Regions from separate parts of the Rattus norvegicus genome. Here region 1 is linked to region 2. A link is a contact called in public Hi-C data. All regions are on one chromosome and are shown on one strand. The core of a region is the stretch at or near the end of the contact, and the rest is flanking DNA. Distances in the headings are between cores, read along the strand shown. Region 1 holds the start of Abtb3 (ankyrin repeat and BTB domain containing 3). Region 2 overlaps Abtb3 (ankyrin repeat and BTB domain containing 3).

What was found. Hi-C and Micro-C count contacts between places; a contact is called where the count stands out from the background.
Region 1: a Hi-C map of kidney shows a contact between it and region 2, with 4 times the contacts expected there. The contact joins the promoter of Abtb3 here to the enhancer-like site in region 2. A contact is called at or near these places in 5 of 12 Hi-C or Micro-C datasets (frontal cortex, kidney and liver) and 1 of 1 datasets of contacts at active chromatin or transcription factors (oligodendrocytes).

Annotation. Positions count from the first base shown.
Region 1 is chr7:20,195,952-20,201,434 of GRCr8, reverse strand. It overlaps Abtb3 (ankyrin repeat and BTB domain containing 3), which reads left to right and starts at 1,695. Exons shown (of 13, transcript XM_063264584.1): 1 at 1,695-4,685. The coding sequence starts at 3,524.
Region 2 is chr7:19,956,716-19,962,792 of GRCr8, reverse strand. Abtb3 (ankyrin repeat and BTB domain containing 3) reads left to right here. Exons shown (of 13, transcript XM_063264584.1): 5 at 4,282-4,447. Among named protein-coding and RNA genes, the nearest start is that of Pwp1, 73 kb to the right of the region's middle. Within about 2 kb of position 4,497, at least 22 of the 93 cell types and tissues checked have an H3K27ac peak or open chromatin away from gene starts, as enhancers often do. A contact at or near this core is called in kidney, where this site is marked.

The sequences.
Region 1 (5,483 bases), core at 446-2,945, 240 kb before region 2:
GAAAGAAGTGTAAAATCTACTAGCAAATATGTTCAGAGTTATTCCATAATGTGGGACCTTATTTCATTTACACAACTCTATAAGGTAGGTTGACTGGGGCATCTCAGAGATGAGCAAACAGAAGGGAAAATGGATGGAACAGATGAGCTTGGGGTAGATGACTGGCAAAGTGGCAGAGAGAGCAGTATCAGGTTGACCTCACGTCACAGGAGAGAATGAATCAGGGTGCAGTGCAATGCGTTGCTTTATGAGAGTTTCCTCCACACAGGAGGCAGCTGTAGGTCTTTGCTCGCTGCGTTCCACCCAGCACTCAACACCGTCGACCCCTCAGCACATTAGCTTGAGGTGAACAAGAGGACCAAGAAACCATGCAGAGAAACGAAAGGGGCTTTAGAAGAAGCACTGCGCCATGAGCACAGCAATACCTTCTCCCGCCTGGGTGCAGAGCAGGCAGCATCAGGAAAAGAAAACATCGCAGCACTCTCGAGTGGAGCCAAATCCCACAGACTGAGAAGAGAGGAGGTTTTAGGAAGAAAAGAGCGGAGATGGACATCTGCACCAAAGGAGCAGCAGGGATGGAAAAGACAGCAAGCTGACTTGGAATATCAGACTGCCGACGAATCCGATCTAGAGCCACAGCATGCAATGTGTGTATGTGAGAGAGCGCCCCCTGTCTGTTTCTGTCTCCGTCTCTATCTCTGTCTCTGTCTCCCTGTCTCTGCCCCCCCCCCCTCTCTCTCTCTCTCTCCCATCCCTCACCGTTTGTGTGTGTGTGTGTGTGTGTGTGTGTGTGTGTGTGTGTGTGTGAAATTACAGAAAGGGAGTTTGAGAATAGTGTGGGACTCCTGAAAGTCAGCTAATGAGTGTAAACTTTAGGTATCTGGGAAACTAAATAAATAAATGAATGAATGAATAAAATAGCTCACATTTTTTGATGTGAGCTGTTTGTTGTTTTTGGTTTCGTTATGTGTGACAATATAAACTTCAGGAATATCCTCATTTTAGACAACAGGAAAGGGGATGTGTTGCTATGGTTATGTATTAGGATGGAAATTACAGGATGGCGTGGGAAATGTAGGAAAAACAGCAGGTAACCCACAGCTGCCCCACGCCCCATGCCCATCCTTACTGAGCTCTGAATGACAAAGATGATAGGCATTTAAGGCGCACTCTGTGGTGTCTAATATATGTGTCGTGAACAATTACCATAATCAAAACGATTAACATATCTCTCAGCACATCCATGCGACCTTTTCCCCTACGTGATAAGAACACTTACAGAATCCTTCCTATAGACATTATTATCCACTATAAACGCCGCTCCGTATGTATGTAATGTCTCTAGAGCTGTAAAACTCCATAACTCTAAGTCCCTTTCCGCCCCTGTCTGAGCCCAGTCACCGTCATACATTCTGCTGTTATCATGTATGTGATTCTTTTCGGAGTCACACGCCAGTGAGATATTTCCCTCAGCGTGACCAAACTGATCAGATTCGCCAAGTGTTATGAATGGCATGATTTCCTTCTACTTGGAATCTGAACACTAGTCTCTCCTGGCTGTTGCAAATTATGCTTCAATGAACAAGGAGGGGAGGGGTCAATAGATCCTTTAAATAGTGACTTTATTTCTTTTTGTTAAAGATCCAGATGTGGGATTGTTGGATCATGTGGTGCTTCTAATTATTGTGGTTTTTTTTTTTTTGAGGATCGTCAGTATTGTTTTCCATAATGGTTATATCAACGTCCCTTCTCACCAATAGAGTACACTCTTCCTTTTCCTCCACGCCCTTGCTGATGCTTGCAACCTTCTGACTTTCCGATAATAGCCATCCTAACAGGCGTGCGCTGGCAGCTCATTATGGTTTTGATGTGCAGTTTTCCTGACGGCCAGTGATGGTTCATGTTTTCTCACATCTCTGTTGGCCGTGGTCGAACGTTCAAACCAGCAGTTCAAAGCATGACCTTCCCTCCACAACTCATAACATTTACCACAACTCCCCAGCCAATGTGGGACCCAGACAAATAGATAGATGGTAGCCATCCGCAGTGACAAGGGCCCGGAAATGTGAGGCCATCGAAGTGGGTTGGGTGGTGGAAAACACCCAAAATAGTTTTGGGAGATCTGGGTGGGCTTCTTGTAGGCACAGGATTGAGTAAAGGAGCTATGAATTTTCGGATGAATAACGTTTCTCCTAAGGTAGGTGGGGGCAGACAAATAGCCAAGGCAATGAATGCCATTAGACACAGAAATGCAGCCAACTCACGCATATAGTTGAAAAGAATATTCTCCCTCTGCACAAATTTAAAACTGAGCTGTCTAGAAGATTGTCCACCAGAACAGCAAAGGGGCTGTAAACACCACGTCCCCTCCACCTCCAACATGCACACGCACGCACACGCACGCAAGTCCTGGGACTTAGGGTGGGTGTAGATTCCTGCCTACCGGACAAACCTATAAAGTCTCGGTGCCAGGTAGTTTATGACTAGAGATTTACTTCCCAGTGACGTTCATCAGCCTCCCTGCCTCTACCTTCCTGGTTTATTTCCCTCCATGCTGGAGCAAACCCAGGCTGAGAAGAGGCAATCTGCTTGCATTAGTCGGGGTGCCTGAGAACGAGGCGGGGAGACATGCTTCTTATATGAAATGGTGGGAGGGAAAGAGAAATCTAAAATGCCGAAACAGAAAGTGACCCTCGGGCAAACACTTTGTGAACCGCAGAGTGGAACAAATAACGACATAAATGAAAATTTTGTCGATACACCAAAAGCCGGAACTAGGGAAGCTACAGTTGCAGGATGGCTGATCTCCTTCGCCATGCTTCCACCTAGGCCGCAGCTCCCTCCTAGCTGCAGCCCTGGTCAAGGCCGGGGGGCGTGTCTGAGGGGCGGGGCCGCGTGGAAGGGAGGGATAAAAAAAAAACCCTAAGTAATTAGCATCTGCCAATTCCATTGGCTTTTCGACGGCACTGCTTTGCATACGCCCGCCCTCTGACTGCTTGGTTTGCTAGGGCTCAGCAGGGTTTTGCAGCCGCCTGGCTACAGCGCTTTAGTGCGGGGCGGGAGCTCAGAGAACCGCGGCCCGGATCCGGGAGCCGGGGGGAGCCCGCTGCCGGCCGAGCTGCGGCGGCCGTATCTGGGGCGATCCAGGTCCTATCGACACTGTGGCCGGCGCTCGGAGGCTTCAGCATCCGTCTGGTCCCAGGGAGGAGAGGACCAGACACTTTTATTTTGGATGAAAGGCGCGGGTCCTGGCGGGAGCTTCCTTCCCGGCCTGGCTCGCCGCTCAGTGAGCCCTAGCTCTGGCCCGGACTCCAGAAGATGATTTCAGGTTCCGCCGTGTGTCTTCCAGCGGTGACGGCTCAGGGAGGCAGGCGAAAGTAGTGACACTTGCTGGCAACGCCAGGTGGGAAAGTGAACCTAGGCGACGAGGAGCCCCACTGTCCCCGAGGACCCCGGTGTCCAGAGTTCCTTGTCTCTCCTTCCCCTCGGCTCCACGGCGGCTGCAGCATGAAGTGGCGCAGCGATGGCCAGGAGAGGTAAGAAGCCGGTGGTGCGAACGCTGGAAGATCTGACGCTGGACTCGGGTTATGGTGGCGCGGCGGACTCTGTGCGCTCCTCCAACTTGTCTCTGTGCTGTTCTGACTCGCACCCGGCGTCCCCGTATGGCGGGAGCTGCTGGCCGCCTCTAGCTGACTCCATGCACAGCCGGCACAACAGCTTTGATACCGTCAACACTGCCCTGGTGGAAGACTCCGAGGGGCTGGACTGCGCCGGTCAGCACTGCTCGCGGTTGCTGCCGGACCTCGACGAGGTCCCCTGGACCCTCCAGGAACTGGAGTTGCTGCTGCTGCGCTCGCGGGATCCTCGGGCAGGCCCAGCAGCCCCCGGCAGCCTGCCCAAGGACGCGCTGGCCAAGCTCTCGATGCTGGTAAGCCGGGCTCTGGTGCGCATCGCTAAAGAGGCGCAGCGCCTGAGCCTGCGCTTCGCCAAGTGCACCAAGTACGAGGTCCAGAGTGCTATGGAGATCGTCCTGTCCTGGGGCCTGGCGGCTCGTTGCACCGCTGCCGCGCTGGCCGCGCTGTCTCTCTATAACATGAGCAGTGCTGGCGGCGACCGCTTGGGCCGTGGCAAGTCGGCTCGCTGCGGCCTCACCTTCTCCGTGGGCCGCGTGTACCGCTGGATGGTGGACAGCCGCGTGGCGCTGCGCATCCACGAGCATGCCGCCATCTACCTGACCGCCTGTATGGAGAGTCTCTTTCGGGACATCTACACACGGGTGTTGGCCTCCGGGCTACCTCGTAGCTGTAGCGGTCCCGGCCCTGGCTCCAGCTCCAGTTCTGGCCCAGGCCCCGGCTCAGGCCCGGGTGCCCCTACAGCGGATAAGGAGCGCGAGACGCCGGGAGGGGGAGCGGCGAGCGGTGGCCCTTGCAGCGCAGCCAGCAGCGCCAGCGGGGGCAGTAGTTGTTGCGCCCCGCCAGCCACAGCGGCGACCGCAGTCCCGCCAGCCACAGCCACCGCCGCCGCCCCTACCGCCGCCAACCACCACCACCACCACCACCACCACACGCTTCACGAAGCGCCCAAATTCACCGTGGAGACCCTGGAGCACACGGTCAACAACGATTCAGAAATCTGGGGGCTCTTGCAGCCCTACCAGCACCTCATCTGTGGGAAGAACGCCAGCGGTAAGTGGCTGTACGGATGCCTTCCTTCTCCCTCCCAACTCGTCAACTCTGGGCTCAAGTTTGCCTCTTGTCTCCCCCTCTGTGGCCACTCGCGCTCTCCACAGGCGTAGAGGTAGGGGCCAGAGCGAAGACAGCCAGGAACCCGTACACTCCTGAGCTTGGGATCCTCGTGGTTGACACTGGTAGTAATGGTCCCGGAGCACACTGGGTTCCGCCCCCTTTGTGCAGGGCCAGGACGTGGCTGCCTCCCGCAGGACCCGAGAAAAATCCAACACCATTTTATTTTATTTTATTTTAGTATGTTATTTTACTCGGATCAGGCTTGAAACGTATGAGTCTTGTGCATATCTTCTAGAACTCTGTTTTGATCTTTAAGGAGCCACATTCCAGTCCCTATGAGTTGGGCTAAGATCTGGAGGAGGCGGGTTCGCTTGTCTGCGGTGCAGTTCTCTCTCTTGCCCCAGGCCCTCTGGGGTCGCTGTGGGTGCGCTAGGAAGGCATGGCTGGCGGCGGCGAAGGTGGAAGGATAGAGCTGGGTGGGCCTAAACATGTTCTTGTAGGTGGTGGAGCGGTGACACTGCATAGCTTCAAGTTTCCTTGAACAGTTTCTGAGCACCTGAACCCAGAGCTGGGGATACCGGGAGTGGAGGGTGGTGTGGCGATAGGCAAGGCCAAGGATTCCAGACTCTGGCCGGCGATTTACATCTGTCACTTGTCTGAAGGAGAGCCACTAGAAACCTGGGCCAAATAGGTTATCAGCTACTGACGTCGCTTTTCTGGAGTTCTAAAATCCCACCC
Region 2 (6,077 bases), core at 3,248-5,747:
TGCATGAGGAAGAAAAAGAATAGATCTGAACTGCTCTCACCACAGACAGGCAAAGCATGTAAGAGTACATGTTCATTGTCTTAATCTGCCCAGTCTCCTGTGTGCACATATTCCAAAATATCATGTTACCTTTAAAATGTATATGTATAACTTCTAGCAGTCAGTTCAGATTGAGTATTGATTTCTAAAGGAAGAGTGCATGGCACTCACACTTCTCTGCCCTATCAGTTTTCGCTATTTGCAGTCAACTCTGATTTGCCTATTAGCAGAGAACAAGATGGCTGTGGTCCTGTTCCTGGACTTAGAAATTCTGGTAGGGGGAAGATATAAAACAAATTTAAAAAAAATTAAACTAGGGGCTGGCAACATGACCCAGCAGGTGAGGCACTTGCTCTGAAAGTTGAGCCCTAAGATTGGATCTGGGCCCCATATGGTGGAAAGAGAGAACTCATTCCTACCTTGACACATGTAATTCTCTGACCTTGACACATGTAATTGTCTACATGTATGCATGCACAGGCCGAGAGAGAGAGAGAGAGAGAGAGAGAGAGAGAGAGAGAGAGAGAAGAGAGAGGAGACAGAGACAGAGAGAGAGAGAGACAGACAGACAGACACAGACAGACACAGACACACACACACAGAGATGTACTAGTCAGTTAAATGACTTTTTTAAAGAAAGTTAACCACTAGCTGTGAAGGTGCTACTACTAAGAGGATAGAGGGAACTGACCAGAAGACTCGAGTGTAGACAGAAGAAGAAACTACTTTTGCGTAGGTGGTGTGACCAGAGGCCTCCTCATCTGTGATCAGGTTTACCCTTAAAGGACAAGGAGGAACCAGCCCTGCAAAGAAAGCCAAGGCAGGTTTTCCAAGGAAAAGGAACTTCAGAGACACGGTCCTTGGGGCAGGAAAGACCTTAGTGTGTAGAAAGGGAAGAAATGATGTAGACAGAGGAAAGAAATGTGGGCAGTGGGCCCAGTTAGGCCCTGCACGCAGCTCAGTGCCAAGAGCCAAAATTTATTCTCAGTATACTGGAAGGCTTTAGAAGACTTTAAGTAGGGACCTGCCAGGACCTGCCAGGACCTGCCAGGACCTGCCTACACTGACATTCCGACTCTGTGTGAGAGGTGTCATGGGACAGGGAGAACAACATCAAGAAGATTATTAAGCCCCTACAGCATTCCACCCAGAGACCTGTGCTAGGACCCAGGACCATGGAGGGTGGAGAAAGGGGATAGACTCGGGATTCAGGTGCATCGGGATGGATATGGGTATGAAAACAGATTCATTCTGCTTTCAGAACCTACGTGAGCAGCAGTGCCAGTGGCTGAGGTGAGGCATCCGGGAGCAAGTATAGAGGTCTCCATATAGTTCAATTTCGGAAATGCTGAATTTCAGGGTCTAAGAGATAGCCAACAGTCCAGCTGCAGGAGAAGCTACGTGTGTTCGGACAGAACATGATGACGTGTTCCAAGACCCTCTGACCCGCAACAGGCAGAGGCTAGGTCACTCCTGACACATGCCAGCTTAGCACCTGTGTCTCTGGTAATTCCTTCGCCTCGGGTTCCTCATGGTTGACATGGGCCGCACACAATACTCAGCCTTGGGCTCACTGTGATGGTGGCATGGGTTAACACACAGGAAGAGCTTAGACCTCCACGGTAAGTTTTCAGTGAACGTCGTCAGCTTCCTGTAATAACAATTATCATCATTTTAGCTGCAGTAATTTTCCTGCCATTTGTCTCGTTCTAATTAAAATCAAGGACCTCAGGAGCTGGTAAACACTTGTGACGTTCTTCCAATTATCTGTTTACAAGCTCGTGAGTCCTGTGAGCCCAGCGTCTTCCTCCCTCCCCTGGAGCTCCTAGGTATGGGGTCCGAGGCAGTGGGCACTGGCAATGCTCGTCCAATCACATGGAGTGCGGCTTGATTGAAGGGAAGGGGGAAACCCGAGGAGGCCGTTAGAGACAGCCAAGCAAGAGGAAATGAGTAGGTGGGTTTTTCCGTGACTGTGATCCCCAGATGGGGACTCCTTTTTCGAATGTTGCTATTGGTGCATATCAACCACACATACGGGGTCTCATCATGACCCAATTCTGTCACTCTTTCTGCTCCACCCCACCACTGGTGAAGCCCCTCCCTCTTTCCAAACAATCCCTCCTCTGTCTCCATGGTTTTCGTTTTGTCTTGAATGACCCAGTGAGTCTTGTTAGAGTTGTTTACAGGAGTATGGGCGCATTACCAATGGATATACCACTGAAGAAAATTTCTTCCCCCCAGCCCCCACCCAGAAACACATCCTCAGGGAGTAGCCAGTCCTCCTGAAACCCCCAACACCCTACTCCGTGTGAAATGCTGACAGGTCCAAGGCTGTACAGATCTTTTTTAAAAATAGCTGTCTTCAGACACACCAGAAGAGGGCATCGAATCCCATTATGGATGGTTGTGAGCCACCATGTGGTTGCTGGGATTTGAACTCAGGACCTCTGGAAGAGCAGTCAGTGCTCATAACCACTGAGCCATCTCTCCAGCCCAGTGGTACAGATCTTGAACCACAGCTACTATGAGTGTATGAGTACAACAGCCATGTCTGCCTGAAAATCAGAGTCCCTGATCCGTCCAGCACACACATCCTTTCCCTGGAATGGGAGCTATGAGATTGCACAAGGCAGCCTTTTTCAGCATTGCTAGCATCTAGCAGAAGAAAGGTTGTCTCAGCAATGAATCAATCAAGTCCGATGACTCCCAGAGATTTACACACACACACACACACACACACACACACACGTTCAAACACGAACACACAGATCCTGTACATTAGAATAACATGCACAGGTTCGCACTTGCTCCCCTGGAGGCCTCTGTGATCTGTGTTCTGGGGTCTTGCCCTGTTACCCTGATGTCACAAGGCTTCCTTCGGCAGCTCTGGGGATCATTAACCCTTTGAATGAACTTGGCCGCCACACTATAGGTAAAGGATCCTGAGTTTCTCTGTGTATTTATATTTGCCCTTCTCCGAAAGAAAAAGAAGAAACCCAGTTAAATTTCCATCTTCGATAAATAATGGATAAAGCCTTGGTATGAAGATGCCCACGCACTTCTGATTTAACATTTCTACTTGCCTGATCTGCCAGCGCTAGACAAGTTCAAAGCCCACATGTACTGGGCTGAGAAGCCGTGAGGCGTAGCTCCGTTCTGTGCCTAGGATGTGGATGCCATGTTTGAAGCTAGACCCTGGGGTACCCCCATCCTCTCCCACCACAGCTGTGTAGCTGAAGGGCCTCTGTGGTCTTGCCCCACCTCCCTCAGCTCCTGGCACACATTGCCCAGGGGTTAATGCCCTAGAATCATGGCCTCTGTGGGTAGCCTCACACAGCTGGCTTGCTGAAGCACCTTGCCGCCTCTCATTTCATCTAGCAGGTTCTCCGGCTTGTTCTGTTTTGAATGTAGGGACTCCATCCTGTGCTCTGTCCACTCCCATGTCTGTCACTGGCATGGACACAGGCAAACGCCTGCTCAGAAGTCCGCAGCCGAGTGTGAGGCGTCAGTCGAGTGAACAAGGAAGCCATAGATTCTGCCTTTGGGAGATAGGGTGGCACAGTAGATCCAAAGATTGACGCTACTCTGGTTCAAATCCAAGCTGTTACCTGTAGATGGGGTGGCCTCAGAGAGGTTCCTCATTCCTGTGTTTTGTTTGTTTGTTTGTTTGTTTGTTTGTTTGTTTGTTTGGAGGTTGAAAGTCCCTCAGAGGAATTATACCTACCACCACTCACATGAAACGTTAAGCAGAGGACCTAACCTATATAAACAGTGCCTAAATGTTTGCATAACGAAACAATTCTTAGCTGAGGATGCTACTGGCACACTGAAGGACCAGACCGGAGTGCAATAAAGACAGGACTTAGAGCCACCAGGAAACGGGAGCGGTGATAGGGGGGTGGGGGTTGGAGTTGTTGGTTGGTTGGGATTTTTGAGACAGGGTATCTCCATGTAGCCCTAGCTGTCCTGGAACTCACATTATAGACCAGGCTGGCCTCGAACTCAGAGATCCACCAGCCTCTGTCTCCTGTGTTCTGGGATTAAAGAGTGCCGCACCCCTGCCAGGCTGAGGCAGTTGTTTTAAATGGGAACCTAGAAAGGAAATCCGCCGCCGCCGCCGCCGCCGCCGGGAAAGCAAAGGAGGAGCTCAGGGGGGCTTGCTCGGACGTTTGATCTCGGGGACCAGATCCTGGGGAAGAGCGGCTGCACCCACGTGACCATCTCTCCCTCCACCCCCCTCAGGGCGGACGACTGCTTTTGCGCTTCTCGGAAGCTGGACGCAGTGGCCATCGAAGCCAAGTTCAAGCAGGACTTGGGCTTCCGGATGCTGAACTGTGGACGGACCGACCTGGTGAAGCAGGCAGTGTCTTTGCTGGGGCCGGATGGAATCAACACCATGAGCGAACAGGTACCAATCTGCTCGGACCTCATCTCCTCGGTGCTTAGACTGGGCGTGAGCAGCTGATGGGACACAGGCTCCCTCTGCTGATGGATTAAAAAAAAAAAACTTAATGCCCCTCCTCTCTCTCTCTCTCTCTCTCTCTCTCTCTCTCTCTCTCTCTCTCTCTCTCTCTCTCTCTGTTAGTGTTTGGGGTTTTTTGTTTTGTTTTAATTTTTTTATAAAAATACACTTGGCCATCTTTACGGAAATCTCCCATGATTGTTGCAGCTAAAATCTAAAAAGGAATGAAAACCAAACCTGTTCCAGCAAGGAAATAACGCCACCAGCTTGGCCATCGTTGGTCTTTAGGACTCTGCAACCTTCACGTCTCTTTCCTGGCATGTTTAAGTCTCTTCTCTGCCAGTCTGCTGTTGGTTCCAGACAAATCTAGGCCATGCACACGGTGCTCTTAGGGTGGGTGTGTTTAAAGACACCGGTGTCAGTCTGGGAACTGTAGGGCATCACCCAGATATGCCAGCACCACCCAGATCTGGTACATGAGAGGTGACCACGAGTCCCAGAAGGACTTTGGGGATGTGTGGCACCATAAACAGTGAGAACGGACAGCCGTTCTCAGTGTGAACCCTGAGCGCTGTTACAAGGGACAGGTGGGGCTGTCCCTCCAAGGGCAGCTCTTGCAAAGAGTTCCCGTGAAGGGGAAAGAAGGGACGACTTAATGACCACTAATCCCTTTCTTGGACAGCATCGGGGATCCTCAATACACAACCATGTGTATCTTTTATGTTTAAAACCAGGGACTTTTATCTGTTTGATTTTTTCAGTATTTTATATTCCAGACACCTTACAATGTCATTGAATATTCTTTTGTAGGTCTCTTTTAGTATCTATATAAAGTGATTACTGTTTATCTATTAGCCAGCCCCCCCCCCATGTCAGATATTTAAAGGGTTTATGAACAGTGCTGAGCTAACACCAGATCTTTGTTCCAATCTCTATTTCCTTGGGGAAACTCTCCTTTGAAACGGAAGTGTCTCAAACGCACCAGTCTTTCCTGAATTCTCAGTCTTCGGTTCTCCCCCCACCCTCCCCCTAGGAGTCTGAGTCTTTGCACACCTGTGGTTATATATGTATTCCCTGCAAACCACTTTCCTTTTGTCTGCTTTTTATCAACATTACTGCTTTTTGTTGGTTGGTTTGTTTACTTAGAGGAATCCTCCCTATGTTAGGGCACAAAGTCCTTTCACGTAACGAATGCATCTCAATGTGTCGTTGACTTTGGAATTCTGCCTATAATTTTTTTCAGTTGCACAGCACCAGTGCTAGAGTGCTTTTCCTGTATGATGTACTTCAACACGTTTGCGCCTAGAGACGGATGCAGAAACCATCTTGGCGTCGCTTACGATGTTAATTCTTACTGGCTAGCTCTACTAAAAGCTAAAGGTTATATTAGCGTGTAGTGTGAGGCAAGGCTGTAGGGCGAGCATCTTCCCAAATAACTTGCCTTCACGACCCTCTGGATGGAGAGCCCCACCCCTCCCTCCTGCTGGCCGTGATACTCGGTTTGCGATGAGCAGGAGTCAGAGCATGGAAGGTTTTCCTGAAGGTCTTCCTGCCTCGGTTGCCTTGTGCTGGTATA